Regions from separate parts of the Mus musculus genome. Here region 2 is linked to region 1. A link is a contact called in public Hi-C data. All regions are on one chromosome and are shown on one strand. Each heading gives the region's core, a stretch centred on a gene start, on an enhancer-like site or on the middle of the called end of the contact. The rest is flanking DNA. Distances are from core to core; before and after follow the strand shown. Region 1 overlaps Lrrfip1 (leucine rich repeat (in FLII) interacting protein 1). Region 2 overlaps Ramp1 (receptor (calcitonin) activity modifying protein 1).

Evidence for each region. A called contact is a pair of places that touch in the nucleus more often than the background predicts.
Region 2: a Hi-C map of Sertoli cells shows a contact between it and region 1, with 3 times the contacts expected there. The contact joins two enhancer-like sites. A contact is called at or near these places in 1 of 15 datasets of contacts at CTCF or cohesin (the NIH/3T3 cell line), 13 of 484 Hi-C or Micro-C datasets (the AML12 cell line, the N1E-115 cell line, Sertoli cells and 9 more), 5 of 115 datasets of contacts at active chromatin or transcription factors (the 230-238 cell line, the HPC-7 cell line, embryonic stem cells and 2 more) and 2 of 9 other capture datasets (adipose tissue and liver).

The regions. Positions count from the first base shown.
Region 1 is chr1:91,108,065-91,110,764 of GRCm38.p6, forward strand. It overlaps Lrrfip1 (leucine rich repeat (in FLII) interacting protein 1), which reads left to right. Exons shown (of 25, transcript NM_001310732.1): 18 at 516-608; 19 at 2,291-2,383. Among named protein-coding and RNA genes, the nearest start is that of Rbm44, 36 kb to the right of the region's middle. Within about 2 kb of position 1,422, at least 22 of the 459 cell types and tissues checked have an H3K27ac peak or open chromatin away from gene starts, as enhancers often do. A contact at or near this core is called in Sertoli cells, where this site is marked.
Region 2 is chr1:91,210,474-91,213,173 of GRCm38.p6, forward strand. All of the region lies in intron 2 of Ramp1 (receptor (calcitonin) activity modifying protein 1), which reads left to right. Among named protein-coding and RNA genes, the nearest start is that of Ramp1, 32 kb to the left of the region's middle. Within about 2 kb of position 1,423, at least 68 of the 459 cell types and tissues checked have an H3K27ac peak or open chromatin away from gene starts, as enhancers often do. A contact at or near this core is called in Sertoli cells, where this site is marked.

The DNA of each region.
Region 1 (2,700 bases), core at 172-2,671:
AGTATATTTATGTGATTTCATGAAAGTTGTGGTCATATGTTATCGTGACTGTAGGAAACAGGCACAGGTATGTGCCAGGTAACATTCTGATCAGCAGTGGGACACAGGGACTACAGTGGTCCCATGGAGTATATTACTTAGTGACATTGCAGCCATCATTTGCTTACTCTGTGATGTTTGCAGAACAACAAGCTCACCTATTTCCTCACCTGTTTCTCAGACTGCTGTCCTACTGCTAAGCAAAACATGACTGTGCAGGGTTTGGTATTTTTGTTTTTATAACACAATCAGGACTGTAATTGGCTTGAGGTAAGATATCAGCCAAGCTGGTTTTCTTAATGGAACTGGGAGTAGAATGAAGAAAAATTTTCACATGCTAATGAACTTGGGGCTGGTGAGATGAGATACTTGTTGGCTGCCTACTGGTCAACCTCCCTATCCCGGTCATCTAGCACCGACTTCTTTTCTCTGCTTAATTCTTTGTCTGCTTTCTTTCTGTCTGTTCCTTTCCTCAGGAAATCCGACAGCTGCAGCAGAAACAGGCGGGTTTTATCAGGGAGATTTCTGATCTTCAGGAAACGATAGAATGGAAAGACAAAAAGATAGGGGTAGGAGTCTCAAGCCTTCGCCAAACGCTTCCGGGGGGCGGGATGCTTAGCAAACGAGGCTCTTGCAGAAGCTTTGGTTTGGGAAAAAAAAATAATGTTTGCATGAGAGTGCCTGTGGCCCTCATGTGATGCAGCATGAATAGCCTGTTGGCTACCCCAGCTTATCCAGTTGGATGGCACCAGAGCTGGGTATTTGCAGTTGTCTCCCTCCCTGCTGCACCAGAGCAGCCTAGATGCAATGCAGGCCATGCAAGGAGAGGCTCTGGGTAGCTCAGTGTGGAGAATCAAACTCCAGAATTTCTCGAGGTCATGTGATGCTGTGGGTGGCAGGTACCACACCCCACAGGTTCCCATTGGATCTCTCTCCATCCTCAGCAGAGAGGAAGAGACAGCCCGACCACATATAGGAGTGATAAATAGGACCAAGTCACTGCTGACTCAGAGTAGCACATGGCACCTAAAAAACAGCAACTCATGTGGTAGGGTCCCAGTACAGGTCCAGAGGTGATCATAGAAGTGGTCACAGTATGGAGCCCCACCATTCTACTTTGACAAATTTATAAGCTTTGGCTAAGAGACTGTGTGTTTCTCTCTCTCTCTCTCTCTCTCTCACTCTCTCTCTCTCTGTGTGTGTGTGTGTGTGTGTATGCATGCACACATGTACAAACATACTTTTCCAGGACATTTTTTAGACAACAAATACACATAACCGATGTCTAAAAATAGCTTAGGGGCAAAGGACAGGGTTGCCCAGAAACGTGCAAGCACAAGGACCTGCATTTAATCACCAGACTAGACGTGGTGACACATATTTGTAACCCTGGCACTGGGGAGGAGGGAGAGCTAGAGATAAGGACATTCCTAAGGCTTGATGACCAACCAACATACACAGGGAACTCCAGGACAGTAAGAGACTGTCTCTAAAACAAAGATGATGGCATTTGATGAATAACACCTGGTCCTGTCCTCGGAGCTACACACAGAGACACATGGAGGCATAAACACAAACATAAACAGGAACATAAACACAAAAATGTCTAAAATTATTGACTAGGGTTCTGTAGCAGCCATTCTCGTTCTGCACTGATTGATCTCTCACTAAAAGGACTGTGTGATTCCTGTTAGCTCTCCAGCACCTTGTTGTAAGATGCAAACAGAGCTCACGCCAGGCAGTGATGGCACATACCTTTAATCCCAGCACTGTGGAGGCGAGCGCCAGGCCTGCCAGGGCCACACACTGAGACCCTATCACAAAAACAAACAACACCCCTCTCCAAAAGGAGAAAAGAGAAAAGAAGAGAAAGCCAAACTAAACAGTAGTGGGATATCCTGGGAGTGTGGCTCGGTGGTAGAGCACTTGCCTCCTATGTGGGAGGCCCTAGGTTCAGTCTGCAGCACTGCAATGAGAAAACAAAAGGCAGGAATGGAAGTTATGAAGCAGCCTTGCTCTATAGCATCCCTTGCTTAGAAACCCTAATGTGTGAACAGTAGTTGGTCTAGCCTGGGATAAACCCAACAGCTTTTTTTTTTCTCATTGGTGCCCTGGATGACAGTGCCTCCTAGACCCTGCTTCTTACTTATCTTGCTATCTGTGCTAATCTCTCCCTCTCTTCATCTCTCTCTCCGCGCCCGCCCCCCCCCCCCGCGCTGACCCCCCTCTTTCTCCTCTGTTGCACGCTCAGGCATTAGAAAGACAGAAAGAGTTCTTTGATTCCATAAGGAGCGAACGAGATGACCTTAGAGAAGAAACAGTCAAGCTGAAGGAGGAGTTGAAGGTACGAAACCGAAGCGCAGCTTAAGAACAGCTCCACGGTGACAACTTCCATGGGCACTGGCTCTGTGTTTCATCACTGTCATGTTAATAAAGTCGAGCTTTCGGTTAACTATCCCTAGGAAGTAGGTGTGCCAGTGCCCATATGTGCTTCTGCCAGAACCATCAGGTCTTTCCAAGCTGAACAGGTCTGCAAAGTAGCTCAGATTTCTAGCTCTGAATTTGGTATTCGTCTAAATATTTTTTTAACCCTCATTAGAATGTATGTAGTTCCTTGTTTAAGCCTCTTGTCGAGGACTTCCTTAGCTGAACAATAAGTGG
Region 2 (2,700 bases), core at 173-2,672, 100 kb after region 1:
ACCTAAAGCCTCATTTCATATGCCTTTAGTTAACATGAGATGTCTATGGATTCCAAGTGGTGGGGACTTGGCCTGACCTGTCTTGGTCTCAGTAGCCCCCCTGGATCCTGACATCTGCCTTGTTCCACATTCCCCCATTGCCATGGAACCTGCTTCTCTGCAGGCTGGTCTTAGCTATGGAAGTCTGAGAGGTCATCAAGGTTCAGGAGAGGAGCAAATATTTAAGCTACGACCAGCCATTAGCCAGAGGAGCCCCAGGCCTGGGTTTGGGCTGGAGTGTGTGGCATTATTGTACCCCACTCTCCTACAAGCTCGGTCTCAATCCCCAGAAATGTTAAGAACAAATTGCAGGCTCTCTGGACTGTAGCAGTCCCCTTGGCTGGGCATTTCTCTCTCTGGGAGCAGTGGAGGCTGTCCTGGGCTCTGCTCGGTGGCACTCCCTCTTAGCTCTGGGACCATTATCCCAGATGGCCATGTAGGAGTGGGGATTCCATCACAGCTCAGCAGTCATGCAGATGACATCACTTGTGGAGATGGATAACAGCAAACTCTGTTAACCGAGCAAGACCAGGGCCCTGTGAAGAAGAGGGATACCCTTCTCCAAGCAATGTGGCCCACAGATGTGTCAAACTACCCCTCTGAGAAACACATTCCCGATGTCTCCTCACCTCCACCCCCCACCCTCAGATCTTCCTTCTCCTGGGATCAAAGAGAGAGTCCCAGCTCTGACTGTACAGGGTGTGGGCTGCATTTCCCATAGGTTGGTGAGTTGAGGACTCACCACTGCAGACCAGGTGCTCACACAGAAACCAGGCTTCCCCAGGGATCCTCTGCCTAGGTCTGAAGGCTGTAGTGAGTGGTGCCCTCTGGTGGGCACTGGAATCTCAGCTGCCATTTTTATCATTGTTCTCTGGGCCTCTGAGTGCTTGCATGCATTGGGCATCCACAATGCAGCAGGGAGTCTCCTTCTTGCCACCCAGATCCTCCCAGAATTCCTTCTCCCATCTTTGTTCCAATTTTTGGCTTTGAGAAGAGAGAAGAGATGCCCAGTGGTGGTCAGCGAGTGTCGTGTGTGCACACGAGTGAGGGAAGTGACTTGAGACTGCAGAGGTACTATACCAGGCCTGTAGTGCTGTCGCTGGTTGCTGACCCCAGGGTCTTGGCAACCTCACCCGTGCTGCCATGTCTTGAACAACACCCTTGTACTGCCTGGGAAATGGCTTTGCTCCAAAGTCAGGAGCTCTGGACAACATCATCTTAAAATACTCATTTGCCAGCCACATGGTTAATGGAAGTCGCAGGCTGGCAGAGCATAGAGACTTCTTAACACTCAGCTCCCCTCTGCATGGCACAGCACAGCCAGGGATCACTTGTGGAGTGTCCTTCTTTTCCCTCCCCCCACTGCACATCCCACACCACTCCGTGCGACTATCAGAGAGACACAGCTGGCTCAGATCCCACTGGCGCTGCCCACGCTTCCCTAGCCTAGGAAAGTGTCAAAGTGCTTTAGTCCAACAACTAGCAAGGCTCCCTCATACATCTCCCAGAACCCAGGGAAAGGTGCCCTGGTGTCTGCTGCCTCCTACAGCACTGGGCATCTCCCTGGCTTGTCTGAATACCACCAATAAGCTGGGTGGGCTGCTTTTTCCTGCGCTGGAGTGGAGACCTTCTGTGCAGACTGACTGCCCGGGTAGCCCTAGCTGTTCACTCAATGTCTGACTGTGCTGGACTGAGCAAGACTTTCTGCAGTCCAGGCAGCAGCCTCTGCCCATGGCAGAAAGTCCCTGCCATCTGTTTTGGGGATCTTGAGTTCTGCCACCAAAGGCAGCAATCACTGCCCTGAAGGCCCCTTCCTGGCTGATGGGATGGTTTCAGGCCCCACAAGGAATGGAAGCATGTGCTTGCTGAGGGAAAGGGCCTCTTCATGAGAGAGGAGGTTTCAGAACTAGCTGTGTGCTAGGATGGTGTACATGCCCAGGAGGGAGGATTGTGAGTTTGATGCCAGCCTGGACTACATAATAAGACTCTGTCTCAGAATAATGATAAGTAGGGGAAGAAGGAGGAGGAGGGAAAGAAGTGACTTTTTATCAAAAGCTTTTCAATATCAAATGGTATTTTCTCCCTTGACAGGTTGAAGTGTGGTTTTATGACAGACTTTAATGTGTTCTGTACAGCTAGATGAAGCTTGTGGGCACTTTGCGGAGGCCTTCTGTGCCTCTCCTTCCTACCTACCTTCCTTCTCTTTCTCTCTTTCTCTCTTTCTCTCTTTCTTTCTTTCTTTCTTTCTTTCTTTCTTTCTTTCTTTCTTTCTTTCTTTCTTCCTTCCTTCCTTTCCTTTCCTTTCCTCTCTCTTTCTCTCTCTCTCTCTCTCTCTCTCTCTCTCTTTCTTTCTTAGGCAAGGTCTCATAAAGAAGACTGACTTGCAGAGATATATTTGCCCTGTATCTGGACGCTGGGATTAAAGGCGTGCAGCCCTATGCACAGGGCACTGTATATTATTTACATGTTAATTTGCTGCTCTAACTTACTTACTGGTTTTATAGTTGATGTTTTTGCTCTTGCTCTCTCTCTCTCTCTCTCTCTCTCTTTCTCTCTCTCTCTCTCTTTCTCTCCCTAGATTAGGCTCTTAAGAATCATGCCTGTTCCCCCACCCACCCCACCCCCTGTATAAGCCCTGGCTGTCCTGGACCTGTGTAGAAC